Regions from separate parts of the Mus musculus genome. Here regions 1, 2, 4, 5 and 6 are each linked to region 3. A link is a contact called in public HiChIP or PLAC-seq data. All regions are on one chromosome and are shown on one strand. Each heading gives the region's core, a stretch centred on a gene start, on an enhancer-like site or on the middle of the called end of the contact. The rest is flanking DNA. Distances are from core to core; before and after follow the strand shown.

The links. HiChIP or PLAC-seq counts read pairs in DNA pulled down with a chosen protein or histone mark.
Region 1: a FOXA1 HiChIP or PLAC-seq map of pancreatic cancer cells shows a contact between it and region 3. The contact joins two enhancer-like sites. A contact is called at or near these places in 2 of 115 datasets of contacts at active chromatin or transcription factors (microglia and pancreatic cancer cells) and 3 of 9 other capture datasets (adipose tissue, liver and pancreatic islet).
Region 2: a contact with region 3 is called in a FOXA1 HiChIP or PLAC-seq map of pancreatic cancer cells. The contact joins two enhancer-like sites. A contact is called at or near these places in 2 of 484 Hi-C or Micro-C datasets (B-cell progenitors and bone marrow-derived macrophages), 1 of 115 datasets of contacts at active chromatin or transcription factors (pancreatic cancer cells) and 1 of 9 other capture datasets (adipose tissue).
Region 4: a contact with region 3 is called in a FOXA1 HiChIP or PLAC-seq map of pancreatic cancer cells. The contact joins two enhancer-like sites. A contact is called at or near these places in 3 of 484 Hi-C or Micro-C datasets (CD8 T cells, colorectal tumor organoids and embryonic stem cells) and 1 of 115 datasets of contacts at active chromatin or transcription factors (pancreatic cancer cells).
Region 5: a contact with region 3 is called in an HNF4G HiChIP or PLAC-seq map of pancreatic cancer cells. The contact joins two enhancer-like sites. A contact is called at or near these places in 2 of 484 Hi-C or Micro-C datasets (both in embryonic stem cells) and 2 of 115 datasets of contacts at active chromatin or transcription factors (embryonic stem cells and pancreatic cancer cells).
Region 6: a FOXA1 HiChIP or PLAC-seq map of pancreatic cancer cells shows a contact between it and region 3. The contact joins two enhancer-like sites. A contact is called at or near these places in 2 of 484 Hi-C or Micro-C datasets (cerebral cortex and colorectal tumor organoids) and 1 of 115 datasets of contacts at active chromatin or transcription factors (pancreatic cancer cells).

What each region holds. Positions count from the first base shown.
Region 1 is chr11:119,816,592-119,820,913 of GRCm38.p6, forward strand. It overlaps Rptor (regulatory associated protein of MTOR, complex 1), which reads left to right. Exons shown (of 34, transcript NM_028898.3): 11 at 487-588. Rptoros (regulatory associated protein of MTOR, complex 1, opposite strand) reads right to left here. Exons shown (of 3, transcript NR_045313.1): 3 at 4,220-4,322. Among named protein-coding and RNA genes, the nearest start is that of Rptoros, 16 kb to the right of the region's middle. Within about 2 kb of position 1,295, at least 44 of the 459 cell types and tissues checked have an H3K27ac peak or open chromatin away from gene starts, as enhancers often do. A contact at or near this core is called in pancreatic cancer cells, where this site is marked.
Region 2 is chr11:120,120,128-120,124,386 of GRCm38.p6, forward strand. The region is part of intron 10 of Slc38a10 (solute carrier family 38, member 10); the gene reads right to left. Among named protein-coding and RNA genes, the nearest start is that of Ndufaf8, 23 kb to the left of the region's middle. Within about 2 kb of position 2,129, at least 20 of the 459 cell types and tissues checked have an H3K27ac peak or open chromatin away from gene starts, as enhancers often do. A contact at or near this core is called in pancreatic cancer cells, where this site is marked.
Region 3 is chr11:119,989,958-119,994,460 of GRCm38.p6, forward strand. It overlaps Baiap2 (brain-specific angiogenesis inhibitor 1-associated protein 2), which reads left to right. Exons shown (of 14, transcript NM_130862.4): 7 at 3,739-3,891. Among named protein-coding and RNA genes, the nearest start is that of Mir3065, 23 kb to the right of the region's middle. Within about 2 kb of position 1,479, at least 154 of the 459 cell types and tissues checked have an H3K27ac peak or open chromatin away from gene starts, as enhancers often do. A contact at or near this core is called in CD8 T cells, cerebral cortex and pancreatic cancer cells, where this site is marked.
Region 4 is chr11:119,775,118-119,779,777 of GRCm38.p6, forward strand. The region is part of intron 6 of Rptor (regulatory associated protein of MTOR, complex 1); the gene reads left to right. Among named protein-coding and RNA genes, the nearest start is that of Rptoros, 57 kb to the right of the region's middle. Within about 2 kb of position 2,849, at least 62 of the 459 cell types and tissues checked have an H3K27ac peak or open chromatin away from gene starts, as enhancers often do. A contact at or near this core is called in CD8 T cells and pancreatic cancer cells, where this site is marked.
Region 5 is chr11:120,206,377-120,210,889 of GRCm38.p6, forward strand. No RefSeq gene overlaps it. Among named protein-coding and RNA genes, the nearest start is that of 2810410L24Rik, 19 kb to the left of the region's middle. Within about 2 kb of position 3,170, at least 37 of the 459 cell types and tissues checked have an H3K27ac peak or open chromatin away from gene starts, as enhancers often do. A contact at or near this core is called in pancreatic cancer cells, where this site is marked.
Region 6 is chr11:119,794,176-119,798,940 of GRCm38.p6, forward strand. It overlaps Rptor (regulatory associated protein of MTOR, complex 1), which reads left to right. Exons shown (of 34, transcript NM_028898.3): 8 at 4,594-4,694. Among named protein-coding and RNA genes, the nearest start is that of Rptoros, 38 kb to the right of the region's middle. Within about 2 kb of position 2,431, at least 79 of the 459 cell types and tissues checked have an H3K27ac peak or open chromatin away from gene starts, as enhancers often do. A contact at or near this core is called in cerebral cortex and pancreatic cancer cells, where this site is marked.

The DNA of each region.
Region 1 (4,322 bases), core at 45-2,544, 170 kb before region 3:
CCACAAACAAACAAACAAACAAAAAAAAAAACCAACAACAACAACAAAAAAACAGGCTAAATATGGTGCACACCTGCAATCTCAGCTCTCAGGAAGCTGAGGAAGGAAGATGAGGAACCGCAGACTGGTGTGGGTAGACAGGGAAACTCTCTCTCTCTCAAAATAATACTCACAGTGATAGTGAAGAAATGGTGGTTCTGGAGACATGGCCTCGTGTTCCTACAAGTCGTATGTGCTCTCCTGCAGAGGACTGGGGCTCAGGGATGCAGTGACCCTCATAGCTACCTCTTATCACACCCTCCCTGATGGTTGACAGGCCACACATTCAGATTTCCTCTGTCTCCTGTCAGGCTGTTGACAGAGCCCGTAAGCCCTGCGCCCTCCAGCTCTGTCCATTGTGGTCACTGCCTTGTCAGGACTGAGGGGTGAGGGAGGGCGGTGGAAAGAAACCTGCCTCCCTAACCGACTCTTTGGCTTTTCCCACAGCACAGCCCATTCTTTGCCGAGCAGCTGACAGCATTCCAGGTGTGGCTCACAATGGGTGTGGAAAACAGGAGCCCCCCAGAGCAGCTGCCCATCGTCCTGCAGGTCAGTCGCTTCCCACAGACCTAACTGAGACACCTGTTCCTCAGGAGGCGAGCCGGGCTGTGCTTCAGGCCAACGGTACATCGATGTGTTACATCTGATCTGAAGTCAGATGCTTGCTTACTCCCAGCGGCCTCCTCTTGGCAAAGCCACTGAATTCCCTTTTTCCTCTCCCAATTAAATATAGATTGGGATAGATCACCACTCCCTCCTCCTGCTTACATGTTAGGAACTAATGAAGTGTCACTGCCAACGAACCTTGCTATGGTGCAGAATCTTGGCATCACCACCTCCTTCTGTTTGGAAGGACACGAGATAAAAGTTTGTCCTGTGAGGAAAGGGTGAGGCCACCAAGCAGATCCTAACGGGGCTATGACATCATTTCCTGACCAATACCAGAGCAGCACAGACAGACCAGGTCCTTGCTGTGGTCCTCAGAAAAACAGGACCTTCTCTATGTGTCAGCAATTCATGTGCAAACTGGTCTGGTTCTGGGGGACCCATTTACTGCCTGCTGACTGAAATGACATGGGGCAGGGATATGAATAGTGGATTTGTCATCACAGTTGGGTAGATAAGTCACAAAGATTGTGTCTCATTAAATGTGTGTTTGTGGGAGAAACTGATAAGCTAGGCTGTGACTAAGAAAAGACCTTTTACTCGGGAACCATTGACTAGATCAGATACCTAGGATTGGCAACTTACTGTAAAAGCCAGAAAATACTATTTATCAAGTTTCCAGGGCAGTTGAGCTCAGGCAGAAGCTGTGGAAATCATGAGGGTGTACCACTTGGAAGGTTAGGAAGCCTGTATCTCTGGAGGAGCAGAGGGCAGGCTCCCCTCTCAGTGGGAGGGGCAGAGCTTGCCAAGGGCCAGGGATGGGGCCATCACTCTCCAAAGCACTCGTTATAATCAGCCAGACCCATGGTCTGATTTCCACCTGCCTAAGGACATTGCCTCGCTTCTTTCAAAGAAGGCCTTGTGTTTGCTCATTAGGGCTGCTAACCACATTGTGTGGACAACCCTCCATCTTCACTGTGCCAAATGCTCAGAGCAACTGTAGCTCAACAGTGTCTCCGCAGAGCACAGTGCCCTCCCCACCCTACCCCATCCCCCACCAGAGCCTCTCCCACAGCACAGCCAGCCTCCCAATCTCAGGAGGTGATTCACCTATCCCAGACCTTGGGTTTCTCCCTGTCTAAAGCCCCGGTAATCTCAGCCAGCAAAAAATAAATAATATTTTTTTAAAAAGGCAAGAAAGAAGAATGCATGTAACATAAAGAGTTACCAATAGCCTGTTCCTCTTGAAGTGGGAACTTTGTAGAATGGCCTTAGGTCAAAGAGAGGTAATGCTATATTGTTACGTCTTTTCTGAAATTATAAAAATAATTATCACTGCTCCTCTTACATGTGTCTAGCATAGTTTTAAGAAAGTTCTGGAACTGCAAGAAGAGCTAGAAACTAACCAAATGTTTCCACAACAAAGCAAAAGTAATGACAGCAGGACAAGGCCTGGGGAGGCGCAATGCCTGCGTGATTCCAGTAAATGGCAGCAACCCTGGGTCACCTGGGTCACCACACCACTCTCTCTCCACCCTGCCTATTATTGAAGCAGCACAGCAGAGTAGCGCTGGTCCTCCCCACAGCAGGGCTCCAGGGCCAGGCATGTTCATCCAGTTCTTTGGGGTCTGGCAATAGTCCTTTTGTAAATGGCTTTTATCGACTTTATTTTTCATGTTCCATTTACAACCCACACTCTCAGGGTAGGGGAAGACCTCTAGAGCCAGCCTGATACCAAACATGGAGCAGTAGCCATGAGAGCACACACACCATCTTCCATGTGCTCTTTCAGACAGAAGTAAGCAGCAGGTCCTGTACCACACAAAAGGCTCTGTCTCCCGGGCCAGGTCCCCTATGACTCAAGGGGCGAGCCCTGAAGAACAGACTTGGGGTAGACAAAGAACGGGATAGGAGCTAGGGAATGCAGGGCTCTGGGAGGCCCACCTGGCCTCACTCAATTTGCTACTTCCCTGGCTTTGACCTGAAAGCCTTTATTGTTTCCAGAGCCTGGGCCAGCTCTGTTAGAGAAGGAGAGAAGATCTTAATACAGACTGCAGTGATTCCTTTCAGGAAATTCCCATAGTGAACTCCTTGCATCCAGTAACAGAGGCGTTAGCCGCAGTAAGAGGCTCCATCAGGCTCTGTTGAGTTGTAGCCCCATCAAACAGTAACATGGACCTGACCTCTCCCAACCAGCTTCAGGATCCTTTCTGCCTTTTAAAAACAACATCAGACTGCTATGTCCTCCACTTTGTGACTGCTGGCATCAAGAAGCAATCTCAAAGTGTGGCTTTGTATGGTTCTGCCTAGAACTTGCCACGACTGCCTTCCCCCATCAGGGCAGCTGGACAGAGGTACCCAAACAGAAGAAGAAAGAAAGTCAAACAAGAAAGACCAGAATGGATTCACAGGGCAGAGTTTTCTTTTTCTCTCTCTCTCTCTCTCTCTCTCTCTCTCTCTCTCTCTCTCTCTCTCTCTCTTTTCGTTTTTTTTTTTTCTTCGAGACAGGGTTTCTCTGTGTAGCCCTGGCTGTCCTGGAACTCACTCTGTAGACCAGGCTGGCCTCGAACTCAGAAATCTGCCAGCCTCTGCCTCCCACGTGCTGGGATTAAAGGTGTGTGTCACCACCGCCTGGCAGAATTATTCGCTTAACATGGATGTTGTGTATCACTTGTCTTTCACCAAGTGTTTGCTGTTGGTGCCTCTTATTTCAAACGTAGTCTGGGCCTGAAGCACAAGGCCACTGTCAGGATTCAGGACAGTGCGGATGCCACCACAGTTCTGCCCTACATGCCATGATGGTGCTGCCCCTCAGAAGTTCCTGGGTCTCCTGCTGGAGGTGGGAGTCCTGGCCCACCAGAGCCTCAGTTTCTCTTCATGTCTCAGGCAAAAGCCTGAGCACAGTTTATATGATGACGCGAGTATGGGTTACCTTAGCAGGCCCTGCCTGGAGTGTGCTCTTCATTCCTACTCTCCACAGACGAGGAGGAGCCCAGGACCTGCTCACTCCCTGTCGGCAGTGAGTCCCTGCATCTGTGACAGCTTGGTTTTCAGTTGTTTATTAATTTTAAGAAACTGTGTGTGTGTGTGTGTGTGTGTGTGTGTGTGTGCGCGCGCGTGCACATGCATGTGCGCCTGGATGTTTTGCCTGCATGTATGTCTGTGCAACATGTTCACTGCCCACAAAGACCAGAAGAGGATATCAAGTCTATGAACCCAGGTCCTCTGTAAGAGCAGCCAGTACTCTTTCTTAACTATCAAGGCAGATCTTCAGACCCCACTTCTTAATTTTTTGAAGTACAAATACACACCTAAAAAATCCAATCTAGGGCTGGTGAGATGGCTCAGCGGGTAAGAGCACTGACTGCTCTTCCAAAGGTCCTGAGTTCAAATCCCAGCAACCACATGATGGCTCAAAACCATCCGTAACGAGATCTGACGCCCTCTTCTGGAGTGTCTGAAGACAGCTACAGTGTACTTACATATAATAAATAACTAAATAAATCTTTTTAAAAAAAAAACAAAAAAAAATCCAATCTATGTTCTTAAAGCAATCTTAATTCATGTTGGACCTCAGTTTTTTAAAAGGTTTTAATCAATAGAAGAAACAGAAAATGTGCTATTGGGGGGAAAAATAAGCAGTACTTTATATTGCTCCCATAGGCTTCGATAATGAT
Region 2 (4,259 bases), core at 879-3,378, 130 kb after region 3:
GCTAGAGAGTCAGGGACGGGGAGCCAGCCCAGGGTAGCCTCAGGCCCAGGGAGAAGACCCAGCTAGCCTCAGAGTTAGCCCGGCTCCCAGAGCTGTGCCTCAGCTTCCTGCAGCGGAAGAGCTGCTTTTGAAGCAGGGATCTTGGTCGATAAGCAGGATCCGGTGTGCCAGACATCTGATTTCAGAGCACCCTGCTGACTGCAATTCTGGCATCGATCCATCTTAATGTAGTCCAGAGCCAGCCAGGAAAAGACACAAATCCACCCCCTACAGTGCAGCTCAGGTTTGGAAAATACAGGGGTCTGAGCAGGGACACAGTCCATAAACATCCTATCTCCCCCCATCCCTCAAGGAGCTCCACAGTGGCCCCCCGAAGAGCCCTAACTCCTAACACTGTAGAGCCCTAGGACTGGGCAGAGAACACACCTTTCTGTCCTGGACAAAACGGTCCATACACGAGTTCTAGAGACAGAACATATACCCAAGGCCAGGCTCAGTAGAGCACCTTGATTCTGATACCAACAGTACCAACGGTGCCGTGTGGGTAAGCGGGTCCCCCTGCCTCAGGCACCTCACTCTAGCAGACTACAAGACAGGCACTGACCTGCTGAGAGCTCATTGCTATGTGCGCAGGTGTGTGCCACTCACACTTGCCCAAGATCAGCTGATTCCAAAGTGGGGCCAGCAGAGCCTTTTTTCCTGGAAGAATCCACTACTCTTGCAAGCGTCCCTGGGACTGCAGTGCCCCCTGCTGGTTTCATAGCAGGAGATCCTCAAACAGCAACCCACAAGGCCAGCCAGCCTCACTAAGGGTTAGAGACAGAAAGCAACTGCTGGGTGAAGCTAGGTTTTTGTTGCCGTTCACTGGGCCACTGTCATGCTTTCTCATCACCCTTCCTTCACGCACCCTCGCATCCTCGCACTAGCTGCCCACCAGCCTTTTCTGGCTCTTTGTGAGGCCCCCGAGCAGAGAGCAAACACCGCACTGAGCCAAACGTTCAATTGACCGGAGGAGCTGGCTCAGCTTGTCCCTTCCTTCTGCAGGAGCAGCTGGGACAGGGCCTGGTTCCTGCCTCTCAGACCTGGCCACACTTCCAGAGAATGTTTTTCACAGTATGGAAGCTACCACGTGCCCCAGTCAGCCCAAATGACCACCTGGCTGAGGACAGCAGCACAGAGGACTCACGGCAGAACTGCAGTATCTTCCTACCTCAGTCAGAGAGGAGTTCAAACATTCACGAGCCTCGGGAAGGAAAGGTTAGACCAGGTCATGGCTCAATTGGTAGACACCTGGTGCGCTACACGTGAAGCCTTAGGTCAGATCTCTAGCACTACCTGACACCTGAGAGACAGAGGCAGGCCCAGCTGAAGCTCAAGGACATCTTTGGCTATGTGGAAGGTTTGAGGCCAGCCTGGGCTACACAAGACCCTGTCTCAAAGGCCAGGCAAGCAAATGCAGCAGGTGCCATGGCGTTGTGGTGGTGAGAGAACAGAGGGGAGAGACCAGCAGCAGACTGTAGGCCAACTAAGTGAGCAACCAGGCATCTACTCTGTGAGCCACCATGTGGGTGCTGAGAACCCGACTCAGGTTCTCGGGAAGATAAGGAAATACTCTTACACGTTGAGTTAAATCCCCAGCCCAAGAAAATCTTTCTTCCTTTAAATTTTACATTTATAAATGTTATGTGTATGAGGGCTTTGCCTTCACAAGTGTGCACCACATGCCTGCCTCACGCCCCCTGAGGTCAGAGGTTATAGATGGCTATGAACTACCATGCAGAAGCAGGTCTCCTTCAAAAGCCACTGATTCTCTTAACTGCTGGGCCAACTCTCCAGCCCCAAGAAAGTCTCTCTAACTAGAATCCCCTCCCATCCTACCCTCCCCCACACAGCCGAGGTTAAACAGTAGGATCTGACAAACTAGTAAGCTCATATGCCACCCAACAGGCAATGAGTTAACCTCACTGCCAAGCTGCCACATCAAGTCCTGCGGAAAGCTGGTATTGCACGTTTTCCCCATATACCTACAGCACTAGGTGAGAACACTGAGGTCACCCGGCTGGCGACACGGGCAACAACTCCAGGGAGCAAGGTAAGCACTCAGGGAAAGGCCACAGTCTAGACTCCAGAGTGACTCACCAGGCTGGGCACTGAGAACTGGAGCATAGGCTCCAGCGGCCACAGCCTGAGGGAGAGCACAAAAGCCCATGCAAGCATGATGCCGGCGTGTGCCGCTTTCCTCAAGTACGAGCCAGGGGAGAGCAGAGCACAGAGGGAGCACAGCAGCTGCCAAGATGAGAGTGATGATGCCAAGATGAAAGGCAGCGAGAATCGGCAACATGAGATCCGAGGACCAAGGGCACACTGAACCCAAGTTTATCCCAGCTAGCTACAGCCTCTGCCCATGACCTCACAAGGCACACCGGAGGTGGGGGTGGGGGTGGGGTCACACCGCTCAGAACCTCTGTCGTTTCCTAAACATGACTGAAAAGTACTAAGCATGCCAGGAGACAGGACTAAACCACAGAACACTAAGGAGCAAAAATGGAACATCAGTCAGAACTGAGGGCAGCTGCTCCTAGATTTACAATGGGGTTATACCTTGATAAACCCAACGTAACTTGAAACTACCTAAAGTTGGAAACAATGGCCTCAGTCTCCTCTCTGTTGCTGTGATGAACACCCTGACAGCAGCACCTAGGGGAGGAGGGGTTTACTTTGGCTCATAGTTTCAGGGTACAGCTCCCCATAACAAGAAAGGCACGGGAGCAAGAGCCGTCGGCAGCTGCTCAGCTGTATCCTGGGCAGGAAGGAGAGGGAGACCCTTGCTCAGCTCACTTCTAGGGTCCATGATGCCCCAACCAGAGATGGTCCTGGCTCACTACTAGAATGAGTATCTCATTTGATTGGGAATGAAGATAACCCCTCACAATCTAGCCCACCATCTAGTGCCTGGAGGCTTGTCTCTCAGGTGATCAGAGGTGCTGTCAAGCAGAAGATTAGCACTAACCAACATGCCATCTCTCGTCTTTTCTTTTTCTTCTAAGACAGAGTTTCTCTGTGTAACCCTGGCTGTCCTGGAATTTACTCTGAAGACCAGGCTGGCCTCGAACTCAGAGATCTAGTAGCCCCTGCCTCCTGAGCTCTGAAATTAAGGACGTGCCCATCACCACCCCAGCTGCCATCCCTAGTGTCAAGTGTCACTGACTTCTGAGAGTGGGCTAGAAGGGAGTTACAGCTTGTCATTGCCGCCCAGTGCCACAAGAGCTTCCACAGCACTGACTTGAGAAGGTCGAATGTCCATGTACGGCATCTACTGAGTGAACTTCACACCACTGTAAAGTCAAAGAGCTGTGTAGGCCTGGGGTCGTGAGAAACCGTCCATAACAGAAGCAATAATGATGCTGAGGGCTGTGAGGCAGCTCAGTTCATAAAATGCTTGCTGTATAAACACGACTATCTGAGTTTACACACACACACACACACACACACACCCTGCACGCACACACACACTCCAACCCCAACCCCATGTCAATAAGTAATAGCCTGGGGTGGATGGAACTGCCTTTAATCCCAGCAATCAGGAGGCAGAGGCTGCCTGGCCTACATAGTGAGTTACAAGACAGTCAAGGTTACATGGTGAAATTCTGTTTCATAAAAAAAAACCAAAAAAACAAAAAAACAAAAAAAACAACAAAAAAACAAAGCCAAGCAGTGGTGGCACACATCTTTAATCTCAGCACTTGGGAGGCAGAGACAGGTGAATCTCTGCGTTCAAGGCCAACCTGGACTACCTCTAGACCTGGGCTACACAGGAAAACCCTGTCTTAAAAACATAAAAGACAAATGGAAAGTTTAGCCTAAGTCAGTGGGTGTACCAGTCAAGAACTTGACTCTGCAGGTAGCAGGTAGAGTGCCACACCCCTTACACATGACCCGCACACCAGAGTATTAGCAGGAGAAAGAACAGAGACGTTCGTTTATCGCTCTTCTTGTTGCTGTAACAAAGCACCAGACAAAAGCAGCTTCAGCTCAGAAAAGACACGGCAGTGGCGGGGACGTGGGGTGGTGCGGGAGCGTGGGGTGGCTGGTCACACTGCATGAGTGGTCAGCAAGTAGAGATGAACCCTGGTGCTCTGCCACTCATTCCTCTCTGGTTGGCCCGGACCTCAGGCCCTGGGACGGTAGTTAGAGTGGCTCCTCCCATATCACTCAAGCCCAGGCAGCCACGTCCAGAGGGTTGTCTCCTACATGACTCT
Region 3 (4,503 bases), core at 229-2,728:
TGCATAAGTAAATGGAAATCTTAAAAATAAGACGCCATGCTCTCCTAACTCAGGCTGTCAGACCCTGCTAATGAGGCCGGGCCCCACACCGGTGCCCTGTACCCCAGGGAGCTGAAAGCCTCTGTAAAGGTAGTGCGCAGCCTACAAACCCAGAAACTGCTGCTGGTGGGCTGGCTTCAGGCCTCAGTTTGGAAGGTGCTGTTCTCAGGGCAAGGAGACCCAGGGGGCCTTGTGGCCTGGTTTATGCTGATGTCCTAGGTGACCGTTCCAAGTGGTGCCTCTTTTCTGAAGTCCCAAGATAACGAAATGATGCAGATTATCACTGGCACCTTCTCTCTCCTGTCACAGCACCTCGGCTCTGCTTGTAAGACTCTGCTGCTGAGCCCTTTTGCCTGTTGTTGTCCTTGAGAAGTCTCTGGAAAGGGCAGTGGCGCAAGGGTCCACCCTAGCCTTCAGAACCTTGACTGTTCCTTAGCTGGCCACCAAGCTGAGACGTACGTGTGTGTGTGTACGTGTGTGTGTGTGTGTGTGTGTGTGTGTCCGTGTGTCCATCCCTGTGCCAGAGGAACAGGAGTCATAGGAGGAACTCTACTCACAGCCTAGTTCAGCCCTGAAGACCAGAGAGCCCCAGCACCAGACAGTTGATGCCTGGGATGGAATGAGTGGGATCCAAGAGGCCAGTGCTAAGCCCTATATGGTGACTGGCAGGTGTGCTCCTCTCCTGGAGAATAGCCCACTCCTTCCTGACCCAGAGTATGTCTGGTCTCATCCCACCACTCTTCTCTAAAGCTTGGGAAGGAGCTCACACCCAGGCTGAGCCTCCTCCAAGACTCCCTGGAGTCCTCCCAGCACAGCTCCTGTGGGGGCAACAAGACTCGTGCCCCACCCCCTACTTCCCAGAGGACCCTGGAGTGCAGGGGAGGTTCAGGGAGCAGGAAGCCCTGGTAGGCGCATGTTGCATAACCGAAGGAAAAGTACTTGACGCTGTGGAGGAGAGAGAAGAGAGAAGAGGATCAGAGAGGGAGGAGGGAACGCGCCCCCCCCGCCCCCCCCCATCACAGCAGCAGAACCCACTGTCAGGCTGGAACACCACTCTCACCTGCTATTTTGACTTCTCTTGTTACAATAACTGTCTTGAGTCCCACCTGGCAGACCTTATGGCTGGGCCCTGCTGCCGCTTGAGAGGACCAAGACCTATTCTCAGGCCTTCTCAGACTGGTCCTGTCAGTGGGGAGGGCAGGAGTTTAGTGTGGGGCTGCAGGGCAGAAGCAGCAATCTGTGTAGGTTTGGTGGCAAGGGTGTGAGTATGGCAGGCCTTGACCTTGGAGAGATTGGTGCTGGCTGGTAGGCAGAGTTGGCACCGATAGCCTCGGTGGAGACCAGCCCCCACCCAGCTGGGCTTCCCCCTCTTCTGTCCCTCCAGCTGAGCCTTGTGTGGGGAGATGCTAAGGGAACAGCCTGCTCCAACCCCCTCTGCCGCCCACAGCTCAGCCGCCCACCCACGCTGAGTCAGAGCTCCGCCGAGGTGGCTGTGAGTCAGCTGTGAGCACCCTGGCAGCTCAGGCCTGCCCCCTGCTGGAAGACAGTCGCCTTAGGAAGCGCTTCTGCAACAGCTGCTCCAGGCTGGTGGGAGTTCAGCCTAAGAGGGGTGGGCGCAAGAGATGCACTAGAGAGGCGTCTGCGTATACCTGGGTGTAAATAGACCCTTCCTTGACACTTGGGCAGTTTGATTATCATAGTAAGGTTTAGCTATGAAACCAAGTTCCACACACATTCTTATAGCATAGCTCTGTCCAGTGGTTTCTGTTGGTGTGGATGGCTTCTATCTATTGATTGAGGCTTTCTTTCAAATTGTAAACTACATATAACTGATACAAGTCACTGCCACGGACCACCCCAGCCAAGTATGGGGGTCCCTAGGATGTGGGTTCTCTAGGCAGGTGGATAAGGATTCAGCAGTGACAAACAGAAACAAACACAGAGGCAGGAGCATTCTCTTAGGTTGGTTGGTTTTAAAATGGCAAGATCTCAGGGATTCTAGGTGAGCCTCATTCTCTATATCGCTGAGGAGACCCTCAGGAGTGCTGGGAATGCTGGTGTGCAGCACACACCTCTGTGCCAGGCTGAGGTGGAGCCCAGGGCATCTCCTGTGCTATGCAGGCGCCTACCACTGAGCTATACACTTCCAGTTGGAACGTCTGTCTTCATGGTATGTGTCAGCACATCCACCCATCCCCAAAATCCCTTTATCTTTACAGTTTGTGACTATCCCCACTAAATGTCAACTGCCAAATGTCACCTGATACCACCTTCTCCCTGGTCCCTGTGAAGTTGACATCCCTGGACTCTCTGAATTCCCCTACCCCTCTGTCTTGGCACATTCAGAATAGATAGTCAGGTCTGGAGGTTGCACTGGTCCTGGGCTTTTTGACAAGAACCTTCCTGGGTAGGTTATGTTTCCCCCAGGAAGCTCAAGAGTAGTTGGGACAAGACCGCTGTTGGTGGCCAGAGAAGTACCTGTGACCTCAGGGGCTTCAAAGGGATTGCGTCTTTAGATGGGGCTTGGGGAAAGCAGTGCTCTCAGAATCCTATGGAATCATTTGACCACATATCTCTCTTGAGCCCAGAGTATCTTGAGGATTGAGGGGGCTCCCAAGGCCACCCAGATTGGATGCCCAGGTGAAACCCAGATAACCCAGATGAAAAGGCGAGGGATAGGTCATTTTTCAGTTCATGCTCTATGGTGAAGACCCCTCACCAGGCACATGCTATCCCAGGGATAGTGATCCATATGTCTTTGATGAAGGCCTCTCTTCACCTGCATATGATATTCATGAAACAATCTAAGGCTTGCTCACCTGTTCCGCTCTCCACATCCTCAGTGGTGGGTGCCCATGCTCTCTCTCCAGCAGCAGGCTTCCCTGGGTCTCCTCAGTCAGTATCTCTTGAGACCATTCTATAGCTGCTGGAGCTACGACTCTGAGGCAAAAGAAACTGTAGGTGACAGGAGCCTCAGTAGAGCCAGGGCATGGGAGCGTACTGCAGGAGCCCCCCCCCCTCTTACGCTGACATTTCTATGCTTCATGGAGCTGAAGCCTGGAAGGGATGGCCTGCCACTGGTACCTTTCCTTCCCCTTCTCAGGAAGAAGTCCAAGGAATGCTGGGATTGATGGCACACGCTTGTAATGCCAGCATAACAGGCAGAGACAGGAAGATTACCTCATGCTCAGGGCATAACTAAGACTTATAGTTCAAAGCTAGCCTGCCTACATGGAGGCTCAAAGATAGATTTGTATGGGGACTGGGGGATGGCTCAGTGGATAAAGCACTTGCCATAGAAGTGTAAGGACCATAGTTCTGATCCCTAGCACCCACAAAAATGCCAGATAAAGCATGGCAGCAGGTACCTGTTGTCCCGGCACTTGGGAGGTGGAGACGTCTCCCCAGGGCAAGCTAAGCTCTAGGTTCCATGAGCTCCAGGTTCTGTGGCAGACCCTGCTTCAGTAGAAAGTGACCAAGGAAAGCACCAGTGTTGGTTTTTGGCTCCATGTGCACGCTTCCCGTCTGTTCACAGTGCATGTTTGTAAGCCTGGAGATCCTTCCACCTGGAGATGTCTCCACGGGACAACCTCCTGGGCAGCATGGGCAGGCCTGCAGGGATGGCTGGATAATTTGCCCAAACCCAAGCAGGATCTGCCGTGTGCTCACTGACCTGTTTCCTCTGTATCCTGTCCCCAGTACATCGATGCCATCAGCAATAAGCAGGGCGAGCTGGAGAACTACGTGTCTGACGGCTACAAGACAGCACTCACTGAGGAGCGCAGGAGGTTCTGCTTCCTGGTGGAAAAGCAGTGCGCTGTGGCCAAGAACTCTGCTGCTTACCATTCCAAGGTGAGCTAGGACTGTGGGCTGCTGGGCCTTCCTGCTCGGTGCAGGCGGAAACTAGCTGTTCACAGAGCCAGACTGTCTGTGAGTGTCTGAGCTCCCAGAGTGGCCACTAATAGTGGGACTGCCATCCTTGAACACCTCAGGCTGAGGAACAGAATTCTAGAGGAAGAATTGCCAGGTCAGAGGGCATGACATTTTAAAGGCCTACACTAGAAATTGCTGGATGATTTAGGAGACTGTCTGCTGAGGAGAGTCCAGGCGTGGGCTCTGGGAATTCTTTGGGTTTTTTTGTTTTTTTTCGAGACAGAGTTTCTCTGTATAGCCCTGGCTGTCCTGGAACTCACTCTGTAGACCAGGCTGGCCTCCAACTCAGAAATCTGCCTGCCTCAGCCTCCCAAGTGCTAGGATTAAAGGCGTGCACCACCACGCCCAGCTTGGCTCTGGGAATTCTTAAATCACTGTTGGCTTTTCTGCTCTAGCTGAGGTCTAGACTGATGACATTCTAGGGAGGGAGGAACACAGTCCCCCGGGCTCTGGAAGGGTTGGCTTTCCATCTTCCTCAGACCTGACTATGCCCATCTGAACACCTGGTGGCCCACGGGCTAGTGGGTCTAC
Region 4 (4,660 bases), core at 1,599-4,098, 210 kb before region 3:
ATGCCTTGAATGGGATTATAATGGCGGGGTGAGATCTGGAGCCACTGGGTCTGCACAAGGTGCTTAGCTCGTGTTCTTTCCTCATCATGAGGCTTCTAGTGAGACTTCTAGCAAATGTCAGGTTTGCAGCTGGAAGGGGACTTGCCTCAGCAACTGTCCAAGGTGCTGGAGTTCCTGCTGCACTGCTGATGAGTAGTTTCAACTGGACCTAGAGTGAGGGCTCCTTCCCCTGCTCATGTCCCCCAGATTTCCCTACCTTTCCATTTTGCCCCGTTTTATGACCGCTTTTCTGTAAATGGAACAGAAGAGAGGGTTTTATAGGCAGAGGAGAGCTGCAGAGAGCAGAAACAAAAAAACAAAAATGAGTCAGAGTTCCTTGTGAGGCAGGAAATAGAAAAAGGATTGGTTAGCCTCAGGTCACCTCTGCTGTAAGGATTAAAGCAGGCTGGAACCTGATTGTTGGTGGCAGGCTGCAGCTGGCCTGCTGTGGGAAGTGATGTTTCCTCCTGCTGGTTCCTAGAAGGCTGGGTAAACAGCTCAGGTTCTGACTGTTGAGCAAGGCTCCATTTTTTGATGCTTAGCCTGGTTTGGGTAGCTACTTGGTTCAAAGCAGTGGCTCCCAGTAAAGCTGCCACAGAGGAGTCCTCTCAGCTGGTCTCTGTGCCATCCCCCTACATTTGGGCTTCAGCAGACTTTTTTTTAGTTTGCATTTGTTTTTCTTTAGAAGACAACACATCTCACAGAGCTTCCTCATCAAAGCATTTCTCTATCCCTTTCACCTCTGCCCTCTGACTCCAGAGTCATCCACAGCTGTGTTCCCTATGGTTCTTGATGGCCACCCATCTGAAGCTCAGCCAGTCATCTGAAGCTCTATATGCCCTAGAACACTTCTGCCTTCACACTTATGTGGTAGTTTGGCTGGGTATAAAATGCGGGTTCTGAGTTTTCTCCTGCTTAATCTGCTTATTTCTTTGAAAGTGGTGGTTCTGAAAGCTTCCTGTTTGGGTTTTTGTTGTTGTTGATGATGATGTTGATGATGATTTTGTTTGTTTGTTTGTTCATTTTGTCTTTGTATGATTTAGTTGTTGTTGAAACTGACCTTGCTATGCTGTCCAAGCTGGCTTTGAATTCTTGGCTTACAATCTCCCTGCCTCAACCTCCCAGATGGCAGTCAGGAGCTTCACTCTGTGTTCCTCACTTACAGGTGTCCTCCATTTGTAGAACAGGCATGCCTCTTATTTCATGCTAAGAAATAAACCCTCACCTGAGACAGGGCAACAACCAGCACACAGAGAGCAGGGAGCAGCTTTCAACTATTTGGTTATTTCGTTTTATCTAATATTTTCCATAGGCTTTCACTTTGTGTTTATTTTGTTTAATATTTTCTACAGGCTTTTGCTGTGTAACCCATACAGGCCTGGAGCTTGCAATGACCCTTCTGTCTGGGCTCCTAAGGCTCTGGTTTACAGGTGTGAGCCACTGTACCTGGCCAGTTGTAATGGGTTATTTGAGTCTTTGTTTTTTGTTATTTGTTTGTTTGTTTGTTTGTTTTAAGGCAGTGTTTCTGCATAGCCCTGGCTGTCCTGGAATTTGTTATGCAAAATGGGCTGGCCTGTAACTCACAGAGATCTGCCTGCCTCCGACTCCTAGGCCATTGTGCCTAGCGCTGAGGCGTTTCGTTTCTTCAGTGTCTGCCTAGTCCTTTGCCTTCATTGTCCGGAAACACCCTCACCCAGTGTAGAAGGAAAAAGGTGTGCCAGGTGAGGCAGCTATTATTTCTGGAGAACTGATACTGTTGGTGAAGGAACTTTGTGGGTTCAGTGCTGACTTAAGCATGCTTCTAGTGACCCATAGCCTCATTAGAGTTGCCCAATGGCCGTCCTTTAATTCCATGTCTATGAGAACTGTGCCTTTTCACTATTCTAAAAATGCTAATCTCACAGTCAGTAGGCAAATTCGTTTTTTATAACCGTAAAGTGTCTCTCACTTCCAGAGTCTGTTTCGGTATTTCCTCTGGCTTCTAACACTGTGCCATTCATTCTGGAAGAACCAATGCAAAGCACTGCAGAGGCCACTCACTTGGGATGGGTGGGCGGCGTGATGGGTAAGCTCGGTTGTGGGACTTGACCTCATTGGCTTTGTTCCTTGCTCCAGAGTCACTCTTGATCCTGGAATAGGGTTTGTGTGACTAAGGCAGCACCCCTCTGGAGCCCACTGAGAGCCCTGGGCTTTATGGGGCCTTGCTCTGCTTTCTTGGCGCAAGAGACACTGCATTCTCCAATTAATAGTTTCAGCCTCACGTTGCCACAGGGATCCTCAGAGTCACATCCTGCCTGTAGTTGGTGAGTCAGCCAGCGTGAGAGGAAGGTTTGGCTCCCTGCAGTCTAAGGTTATTTCTTGCAATTTCCTGGCAGCCTTCAGTGCTGATCTCTGATCTCCACCCCAGGGAGACTTCAGCTACAGGCCCCATATGTTGTTTGAATGTGTAGCCCAACAGGTTGTAGGCCTTCCAGTTTCTCGTCTGTTTGCTTTTTGGAATTACCAAGTGATCATTTTTAATATTTTTGTCTGGAGTTTATTATTGCTATTGGCAAGAGAATTAGTCCATTACAAATGATTCTGTCATTACTGGACTCCAGACATCCCAGTCAATAAATCCATTATGGATGAGAAGAAAAAATAATGAGGACTGTGGCTCACATTAAATTCACCCAAAATGTGTCTCCTGTTGGTCATGCTTAACCAGCAGGAGAGCTTGATTTGGGCAAAGACACCTTTGGAGCAGTGTGTGTCTGTGCTGACTCCAAGGATATGCCTTGAGGGTACCGAGCAGAGCTCTCTGAAGGCCAGCAGAAGGATATAGTTCAGAGCCTAGTCACCCATTTGACCACATTCAACCATTCCAGGTCCTTAGTGCTGTAAAGGGGCTGTCCCCACTGTCAGGGAAGTGTGACCCTCAGCTTCATTTGCTTTGCTCTGTGAACCACAGAACACTGGCTGTGGCAACTTACTCTATAGCTAACTTTCCCCTACTGCCTGAGCTGAGCTTTCTTTCTTGAGACAGAGAACATGGCTAGGCAGTTGGAGCCCCTTATCCATCTACATACTGTCTGTATAGTATCTTGGTGTCTTCCTGTTCCTGTGTCTTTTACTTTTCTGCCCCCTATCCCACCGCTGACTCTGTCCTCCAAGCCTACCCACTCATAACGGTTTTTATCCTTCTCTCTCAGTTGTGTCATGATGTTGTACTAAACACAGTGTCTCTATGGACATGCAGTTTAAAAGTGTCCTGGGGACCCCATTGTAAGGGGCAGCCATCTGAACTGGAGAACACACAAGCTCCAGACTGCCTTAGCTTAGCCCCAGGCTGAGAGAGACTGGTAGAGAGAGCACCATTAGTTTTACTGGCAACGTGGGCTGGCTAAGAGCTGCCACTCACCGTTGCCTGTATCGCAGATGTGTGGACCATCGACAGTGTCAGTTGTGGGCAAATCTCTGCAGAATGCCTTGGAAACTGTGAATGGAGTCATCCTAGGTTCGGAGCTGACTTGTGGAGGTGTCCTGCTGCAGCTTCTGACTTGTGAGAGGCGTCCTGCTGCAGCTTCTGACTTGTGAGAGGCGTCCTGCTGCAGCTTCTGACTTGTGAGAGGTGTCCTGCTGCAGCTTCTGACTTGTGAGAGGTGTCCTGCTGCAGCTTCTGACTTGTGAGAGGTGTCCTGCTGCAGCTTCTGACTTGTGAGAGGCGTCCTGCTGCAGCTTCTGACTTGTGAGAGGCGTCCTGCTGCAGCTTCTGACTTGTGAGAGGCGTCCTGCTGCAGCTTCTGACTTGTGAGAGGTGTCCTGCTGCAGCTTCTGACTTGTGAGAGGCGTCCTGCTGCAGCTTCTGACTTGTGAGAGGCGTCCTGCTGCAGCTTCTGACTTGTGAGAGGTGTCCTGCTGCAGCTTCTGACTTGTGAGAGGTGTCCTGCTGCAGCTTCTGACTTGTGAGAGGCGTCCTGCTGCAGCTTCTGACTTGTGAGAGGTGTCCTGCTGCAGCTTCTGACTTGTGAGAGGTGTCCTGCTGCAGCTTCTGACTTGTGAGAGGTGTCCTGCTGCAGCTTCTGACTTGTGAGAGGCGTCCTGCTGCAGCTTCTGACTTGTGAGAGGCGTCCTGCTGCAGCTTCTGACTTGTGAGAGGCGTCCTGCTGCAGCTTCTGACTTGTGAGAGGTGTCCTGCTGCAGCTTCTGACTTGTGAGAGGCGTCCTGCTGCAGCTTCTGACTTGTGAGAGGCGTCCTGCTGCAGCTTCTGACTTGTGAGAGGTGTCCTGCTGCAGCTTCTGACTTGTGAGAGGTGTCCTGCTGCAGCTTCTGACTTGTGAGAGGCGTCCTGCTGCAGCTTCTGACTTGTGAGAGGTGTCCTGCTGCAGCTTCTGACTTGTGAGAGGCGTCCTGCTGCAGCTTCTGACTTGTGAGAGGCGTCCTGCTGCAGCTTCTGACTTGTGAGAGGTGTCCTGCTGCAGCTTCTGACTTGTGAGAGGTGTCCTGCTGCAGCTTCTGACTTGTGAGAGGTGTCCTGCTGCAGCTTCTGACTTGTGAGAGGCGTCCTGCTGCAGCTTCTGACTTGTGAGAGGTGTCCTGCTGCAGCTTCTGAAAGAGGCTACTGCTCTTAATTTTAAACAC
Region 5 (4,513 bases), core at 1,920-4,419, 220 kb after region 3:
TCCTCCATGGTGCAGTTAATTAATTAGTATTTTGAACTTACTAATTACTAAGTAATAATTAGCAAGTGCTTTGAGAGCAGATAGTCAAGGCTAAGTAAATAGCCTGCTTCCTCCGACCTTTCGCCAGGAGCTGGAGCATCCGCTGTTGACTCCCTGAATCAATTATTAATATGCTAGTTGCCAAATGGAAGCTCTCTAGTCCCATTATTCTTTCTACATTTGGGAGTCAGCTTTCTCCTCCCCCCATTCACGTATTCAATCATTTATTTTTATCATAAATTATTTACATAGTAAATAAAGATAGCAATCCATTACTATATTGTGTTGTTCAGATTGTCCCAGGTCTGGCCAAAGGGAAGCCCTTCCGGCCAGTTCCTGCCCTTTCCCTGTGGCTCCATTGTCCCTTGAGCACTTCCTGGCTCTCTGACTCAAGGAACATTTAAGCTCATCCTGCATATTCTATGTCCAGCCATCCTGCCCTTGGCTCCTCCCAGAGCCCCTGACTCCACTTAGCTCCGGATCGAGAAGGCGTTTTTCTTTCCCAGCTGGGTCTGCTCACTGTTTGCTGGGACTTTGCTGCCTCTGGGGCCAGACCTAGACATACACTCTCCCATGTCTATTTCTAGATCTGTCTATAATAAGAAACCCAAGTTCACGCCAGTGCCACAGCTGCAGTCCAACACTGAGCCCCTTTCAGGATCCACACTCCCTCTCGAAGGGGCATTGGGCACAGTTCGCATAAGTCTCCATGGCCTCCTGTCTCCTCATGTCAGCAAGCACCCATTCCCTGGTTCTTGGATTCCATGAGAGGAGGAGGCATGATGTCACCTTCTTGGGTCCCAAATGACCACAACCCCAGGGGTTAAACACCAGACATTTATTTTCACCAGGGTCTTGAAGCTGGAAAGTTGAGAATGCGGTATATACAGGAAAGGCTTCCTGGGAAGAGCAGAGAGAGGAGGCATCCTGTGCTCCGTCCAGCGTCCGTCCGGGTGCTAGTGAGGATCCTTGGTGCCCTTGACGTGCAGGTGTGCAGTTTTCCTCAGGCCACTCATCTCTTCCTGCAAATTTCTGTCACCTTATGGAGATCTGTCACCGAGTCTGGACCATGGTTCTGGCGTCAATTCTGTTGCTCAGCTCAGTGGTCCACAGTTCCTCTACCTTAACCTTGGGTTATAGCCTGAGGACCCTGTTCCCAAAGACACAGGTACTGGGGGCACCATGTCAGTCTCAGAATCAATCTCTGGCTATTTCTCTCTGTCTGTCTCATCTCTGTCTTTGACTCTCCGTCTCTGTCTGTCTCTTTCATCTCTGTCTTTTCTCTCTGTCTGTCTCTGTCTCTCTATCTATCTGTGTGTCTGTCTGTCTGCCTCTCTGTGTACGTCTCTGTCTCTCTTTCTCCATCTGTGTCTGTCTTTTTCATCTCTGTCTTTTCTGTCTATCTCTGTCTCTCTGTCTGTCTATCTCTGTGTCTGTCTGTCTGTCTGCTTCTCTGTGTGTGTATGTCTCTATCTCTCTGTCTCTGTCTGCCTCTCTGCCTCTCTGTCTGTCTCTCTTTCTGTCTGTGTGTGTGTGCTCATGTCTCACCAAACTTCTTGTTCTAGAACTATGTAGCCCAGAGAGAGAGAGAGAATCTAAAGTAGTCAGGACCCATGTTTATGATGAGCCCCCAAGGCCTGCAACTGTCTCTCGGGACATCTGGGCTTGGATCCAGGTTCAATCTAGAGACCAAGGCCATTACCTAAAGAGCAATGGGAGCAGCTGCAGCAGGGGCTTTTCAGAAGGTAAAACTCCGGCCTACTCCAGCTAGAGAGGTAGGAGCCCTCTTTAGGGACTCGGTGCTTCTCCATAGCAGCAGGTTACTTCTGTTCATCACATTTCTTCTTCAGTCCTTTTGGAGAGCTGTCCAGCTGTGGAGGGACAGCTTCAGTTGGCTGGAGAGCACTGGAGTTAGACCTTCTCCTACTCATGTAGATCCTCAGGGGTCAGCTGAAGCCTCCCTTCAAAGCTGTGCTAGACCAGGAACGGTCAGTGGTTCAAGCAAGAGGAGGACCTTTTAGGCTCAGATTCTTACTGACAAGAGGAGGTCTGAGCAGAGGCCCTACCTCAATCAATCTCCTGTACGTATCCCCCTATTGGGAGGCTGTGGTTCCAACTTTAGTAGTTATTAGCCCATTTTATTTTATTTTATTTTATTTTATTTTATTTTATTTTTAAAGATTTATTTATTTATTATATGTAAGTACACTGTAGCTGTCTTCAGACACTCCAGACGAGGGAGTCAGATCTTGTTGTGGATGGTTGTGAGCCACCATGTGGTTGCTGGGATTTGAACTCTGGACCTTCGGAAGAGCAGTCGGGTGCTCTTACCCACTGAGCCATCTCACCAGCCCCATTAGCCCATTTTATTAGTTATTTATTTTGAGATACTGCCTTATTGTGTAGCCCAGGCTGGACCTAAACTCGAGATTCTCCTGCTATCATGACACCTAGGTCTCAGACAATCATAAAACCTTCCTTCCCATACAACTTAAGACAAGAGCAGTCGGGCTGGAGAGATGGCTCAGTGGATAAGAGCACTGACTGCTCTTCCAGAGGTCCTGAGTTCAATTCCCAGCAACCACATGGTGGCTCACAACCATCTATAAGGGGGGATCTGCTGCCCTCTTCTGGCAGGTGGATGTATATGCAGCAGAGCACTCAGACATTAAAGAAATAAAATGTTAAAAAAAAAAAAGACAATAGCAGTCGAGTGAGCTTGGGTCCTTATAACCAGTTCAGGTCCATTTTTCCCACACAAACACAAGTCCCTAGGTATTGCCACACCAGGAGAGCTTGGGGGGTTCCAGAATTTACTCTCCTGTCAGGGACCAGCCGGGTTCCTGATGGGGTTTTTAGCAGCTTCAAGCCTATTCTAGCATCTGGAGTCCGAAAAGAATAGCAAAAAGTGTTGACACTAAAAGACTCACCAGTGTCTGCAGGAGACCTACACTAGAGTCTCTCTGCTAGAGTCTTACTAAACCCGAACTGCCTCTACAGGGAACGGGTCTGGGCCCTGGCCTCAAAGAAAGGCTAGAAGGGGCTTTGTCCGCTGGGCTGAAGCAGACTCAGCTCTCTGACAGAGGCCACGCCACTCTCCCTGTTCATGGGTTCGTGTGTTTGGTGAATTTGTCATAACTTGAAAGGCCCCAGTTTCTACACTAACTTCCCGTTCCAGTTCAGTTGCCCACATAACCACAGGCGGGTTAATTGCATGTCCATCAATACACTCAGGGAGTACACAGAGCTTTCCCACCACCGTAGGCACACATTCCTGAAGTCTAGGCACCCTGCTCCGTTGCTTCTCAGTGGGCAAGACTGGGTGTGGACTTCTGCTTGCAAGAGCCAAGCCAAGGCTGTGCTATAGTATACAGGAGACTGCTCTCCTGGGAGCTGTGACCAGTGGCCTGCACTTTCTTTTAAGCGCCAGTCCCAGTCCTCCCATGTAGGTATGAGACAAGCTGGCAAGACTTCTCAGGGCCTCTGTCCAGTCACATTCACCCCAGAGACTCAGCGTTGACACCCAGCAGCTTTACCACGAGGATGCAATCTGCCAAGCTCAACCCATACAAGAAGTTATGAAGGAAGGCACCCAGGGACTGGTTCACCACGGCTGGCCTGGAATCCAGCACAGAGCCTGCAGTGAGGGGGTTGAAGGAGGTGGCAACCTAGAAGATGACCACAGGGGGATCATGTGGAACACAGGACACAAGGAAGCAAAGGAAAAAAAATCTTCAAAATCCTGAGCCACTCAGGTGGGCTGCGTACCATCGCTAGCAAAGCCAAGTATACCATCGTGCTGATAGGCATTCCTGGGGGGTGGGGTGGGGGGTGGGGGGTGGGGGGAGACTGCACACCTGGATGCTTCCTGTCCTTTACAATCTTTTATGTCCTTCAATTTTTTTTTAGATTTATTTATTTATTTTTATATGTAAGTACTGTCTTCAGACATCCCAGAAGAGGGTGTCAGATCTCATTATGGATGGTTGAGCCACCATGTGGTTGCTGGGATTTGAATTCAGGACCTCTGAAAGAGCAGTCAGTGCTCTTAACCGCTGAGCCATCTCTGCAGCCCCCTCAAATTTTTTTTAAAGTTTATTTATGTATTTTATGTACACAAATGCTTTGTCTGCACGTATGTCTGGACACCAGAAGAGGGCATCAGATTGTGACCTGCCATGTGGTTGCTCAGAACTGAACTCGGGGCTTCCGGAAGAGCAGCCAGTGCTCTTAAGTGCTGAGCCACCTCTCCAACCCCCTGTTCTTCAAACTTTTTGATTAAAAACTAAATAAAACAAAAAAAAATGTAGATCTGGGATGTAGCTCAGGGATAGGCAGCTTACTTCCTATGAATGAAGCCACACTCAGGTTCCATTCCATTCTTAGCACTGGGGGTTGGGGGGGGGGTAGATAGAGGAATTAAGGAAAGGGAGAGAGAAAGAGAGAGAGAGAGAGAGGTTAAAAGGGGAGCTTG
Region 6 (4,765 bases), core at 1,181-3,680, 190 kb before region 3:
CTAGCATTGACCAACCAAGCACACATGGGCACATGAGCATAGTGCATTGTGCCAAGCCTGAGGCCAGCCAAGACACTGTTGTTACAGCACAGAGAATGTACTGAAATGTGAAAGTGCATGTGGGTAAGGGAATAATTTGGGGAAGACTAACCTTTGAGTTAGCACCCATACTGCTTGGTTGTCCTGCGGTCTTTTTCTGTTGCTATGATAAAGCAACCAAGGGGAGAAAAGATTTAGTTTAGCTCACAGCTCCAGTTTAGAATTCATCATGGCAGGAAAGTCAGGACACCGCAGGAACTGGAAACACCCAGGACCCAAATTCAGGGAATGGTGCCACCCACTTTTAGGATAAGACAGTCACCTTTCAACCTCATTCACGGGCCAACCAGATCTGGGCAGTTAATTCCTCAGTACAACTCCGGTGAATCTGTGTATGGCAAGTTGACAGCTACAGCTAATTATCACAGGTGGACACACAGGCAAGCTAGAATCTTTTTCTGTCTTGCCTAGTCACTGCAGCACTCTTGGGATGGCCAGGTTCCCTTTCTTCCACCTTGCTCACTTCAAGAGCTGAGAAAGACCCTGAGGACACAGCTGAAGAATAGCGTTTAAACTGACTCCTTTCCTGTCCCCGTGCACAGCTGCCAGCTGCCATAAAGAGTTAGGATTCTATCCACTGGGCGATGGGGAGTCTTAGCAATGAGTGGGAGTTGCCGCTGTTTTCAAGTAGAAGTTCTGTGACTCAGGTTTGTGGGCTGCTGAGATTATGCAGTGTGCTCAGCACTCTGCCAAAAACTATAAGAAGATTGATACATATCGAGGAACGAAAGCCATTGCCCATAGGAATTTATTATCTAGTTACAGAGGAGATTAGCATAGAGGAGCAATGGTGAATAAGTAATAAAAAGAACACAAGCAAGGGCTTCGAGGAATGCCTGAGCTCCTCAGAGGTGAATGTTGTTAAAGATTTGAAGGTTATGCAGGAGCTTCACTAAGCTGTCAGGCCCAGGGCATCTTGAGCTACACAGAATAGATGGAGATCCTGCTACACTGAGTGGGACCTGGCCCCAGGGGAGCCAGAGTCTCTGACCCACGAAGGAGCGTGGGCAGCATAAGCAGACAGACAGAGGCCAGCTCTGACGTCTCCAGCACTGTGATGTGACTCTGGGCCAGCCAGGAGAAGAATGGATGGAGAGTGGTAACAGGTCAAACACACTCAGCCCTCAGCTTGCTCGGTTAGTAATGGTTTCGAGGCCCAGAAGGGAATCTTCTGTTTTCAGAAGTCTTTATTCTGTGCCTCAGAGGCCTGGATGTTCCCCCCTGTGTCGTGTGCCCAGGTCTAGCTGGGACATGCTCAGCCTGCTCTTCTCCTGCTCATCTTGCTACAGATGCCTAGCAGTCCTTAGAGATTCTAAGTGGAGACACTCAAGTCTGAGCAGTGGGGAAACTTGCTTTGCTGTTGGCTGCCCTGTGGTTTTCTAGCTGTGAAGGAGAGAGCAAGCACAGGAGGAGCTCTGGTTCATGTGGGTCAACAAGACTTGGGCATCATCAGCTTGCTGTAAGCCTACCTCCTGCAGCCCTGGTCCAGTTATTCCTAGTCCTCAGTACCTTGTGAGGCAGATGGTAGGCCAAATGTGTCCAGTTGTTCTCCACTTTCCCCCAAGGCCTCCAGCCCCACTTTGTGAGAATGAAGAGAATACCTTCCTGGGAGGTGGCCCGTGTGCAGTGGCACACATGGCCGTAGTCTCCAGTCAGTAGTCAGCCTGTCACAACTGGTCTGAGTGTCAGTACCCAGCTGAACAATAGGTTTTTGTACAGGCTAGCTTTGTGCAGCCCCATGTGAGGATTAGGTGGGGAAGGCTATGCTAGTGAGACACAGATTGGTGTGTTGCTCATAGGAATGAATGCATAGAACAAGAAATGTCTTCTCACTGAGGTTTGGATGACCACTGTTGTAACAAGGCCTGTCTGTCAACTAGGTGAAGAAGGGAAATGGACAGTCTTGCTGAATGACTGCAGAGGTCATGACAAGGGCCGGGGGGGCGGGGGGGGGGGTGCGCTCGGGATGAAGAGAGTATGGCCCAAGATGATGCCAGATGGCCATTCCAGAAGTTGCCCCACCCTGAAGTTATCATGTGCACAGCAGTGGAGACATTTAAAAGTGGTCACTCTGTGGCAGTTGGTAGTCAGCAGCGATAGCCTGGGTGTTGAAGTCAAGGAAGATGAGCCCTGGCAGGAAACAGAGAGCTGCAGGGAGCAGTGTCTGTGGGAAGATGGGAACAAGATGGGAATAAGCCCTCGTGCCGACAGCAACAGCGGGAGGGGAAGGAGGGAGGGAGAGCTGAGGAGGCGGCATGCCCCTGCCAAGGAGGTATCTGGCTGCCACGGCATCTGCTGTGCAAGTGTGACCTGTTTTATTTTAGTCCCGTGTGTGTCACACATAAGGTTAGTTTTTGTGACTCAGAGCCGAGACACAGGATGCAGAAGTTGCCCAGCCACAGCACAGCTGGGACTAGAATTTGGCTTCTCATCTTTCAATCCTGTGATCATTTTCCACATTAAGTTTGTCCTTGGTTAGCACTGAGGAGTTAAATTTTAAAAGAGCCCCTGTGCTTGTCAGTGGACTTTGTAGGGCCTAGAGAAGCTTCCTGAATGGGGTGAGGTCTCAGGTTGGATCCCTCTGGGTCCTACTGTAGCCTGTGATGATCCAAGATAGGCTCCCAGTTTCCCAGGCACAGAAGCCACAGCTCCAAAGTGAGGAGTAGGCTCACTTCTACCTTCGTCATCCCAAAAAGGACCTGTCTGCAGACGAGCCAGCAGCCACATCACTGCTCGCCCACTAGACAGGTACTCAGTCAGTCAACATGACTGATCTGTCTGCAGCAACTGGGCAGATTCTTTGCCTATGTCCTCATGACAATCTCGGGGGAAATTGGTGGTTGGGGGTGGGGGGTTCAGGTTGCTGTGGGATCCTAACCCAGACAACACATGCTCTGCTCACAGTGGCTGTCGGGGACCGAGGCTAGGGTAGAGAATCTTGCCAGCCCACTTCTCACTGCCGAGAAGACAGCTTTGGTTCACATTCCCAGAGACTGTCCCTGAGAAAACAAGGTGATCTGTGGTGACTTCACTTGACTCCAGGCATGTGGGCTCTTCCTGTTAACAGTCTAGGTCTGGAGGCAGACCATGCTCAGGCTCTGGTTCTTAGAGGCCCTGTACCTCTCCCCAAAACACTGCCCAGTGCACAAGGCACCAGCCCCATACACGCACACCTCCATGTGGTGGTCTCCACGGTAAAGAGCAGTAAGGACAACCCCATGCTCAGTGGAAGGGCAAGCCAGTCCCCAACACCCCATGCCGAGTTCCTCCCTGGGCCTTGCTTTCTCTTTAGTAGTAAGGTACGTAATGGTCCCCATACATGCTCAGCACTAGGCTGTGTGATAGCATGCCAGCCTTTGGAAATAAACCTGATGTAAATGTCATGTGTCGTTTACCCCCTCTCCCACACACCCTTTTCTCTCCTATCACTAAACCACCTTGAATATAAGGACATATTTTTGTTTCTAAACCAAATGGAATTCTTAACAAGAACGAGCTTACTCAGTGTAGCTGTGTTAGGTAGGTAGCCTGGCCCTGCTCCCCTCTGTTCCTGAGTCTTTGTCTTTGAGTTGTTCTTACTGACAATACCATCAACTAGGTGACTATAATGGGAATTATTAATCTGTTCCACCTTATAAATAGCAAATCACACTCTAGTCTCTAAACCAAATCACTGTGAAGATTTTCCTTCTGGGAGGAAGAAAGAGTTTCTAGTCAGATATAATTAAACGTGCTACCTAGTGGGTAAAATTAAGCTTGCTGCAGAGCAGAAAGAAGCATGCCCACACCTTAGGGCTTTGAACTACTCTGGTCTCCAATGGACATATGCTTGCCACAGACATGGATGCTCTGCCCTGTCAGGATGCAGAGCCTTCTCCTGGGTTAGCACTCAACACAGCTTTCCTTCACCTCCCTTTCCGTCGTGGAAGTGGCCACTCCCTCCCCAGTCTCTCCCTTGAGTGTCTGCAGTCTCTGCACTGCCTGGCCTTTCATGCATGCACATGCTGTGTGCTTCTCATCCGTCCTTCCCACTGGTTGTACTCTAGTGGACCAGCTGAATGACCGCGAGGTGAGTAGGCTGTGCCGGGGAGAACTCTCTTCCTCAGCTCTTACAGACTGAAATGTATGGATCCCCTGACAGCACAAGATGTGTCCCTGAGCCCCGTTGGCTTGTGCTACGTGTGTGGAACTGTGCAACCGTGTGTTGGCAGCTGTTCTCTGTCCACACACACAAAGGCAACAGAAAAACTGTCGGTGTGTCTTCAGTGGAGAGGGAAAAGTAGGAACTGCTGAGGGTGAGCCTGCGTAGTTTCTTGTCTCCTTCAAGAAGACATGTGGGAACTGTGGGAATGCTAGGGACTCTAGGAGGCCTTCCCAGCCACAGCCCTGCCTGCTGTCTTTGAGCCTGAGGCTCTCCCTCTCTGTTCCCACATCTGACTCCCTGGCCTATTTCAGTAGGCATGGCAGCACTAATGCAGTGGACATCTTGTCTAGGATCCCTGGCCGGCTGAATGACCGGAGGACCCCTCTGGGAGAGCTGAACTGGATCTTCACAGCCATCACAGATACCATCGCCTGGAATGTGCTCCCTCGGGGTGAGACACCGCACCAGTCAGAGCCAGTGAGGAAGCTCACAGGGCCTGGGAGATAGCAAGGGGAGCAGACC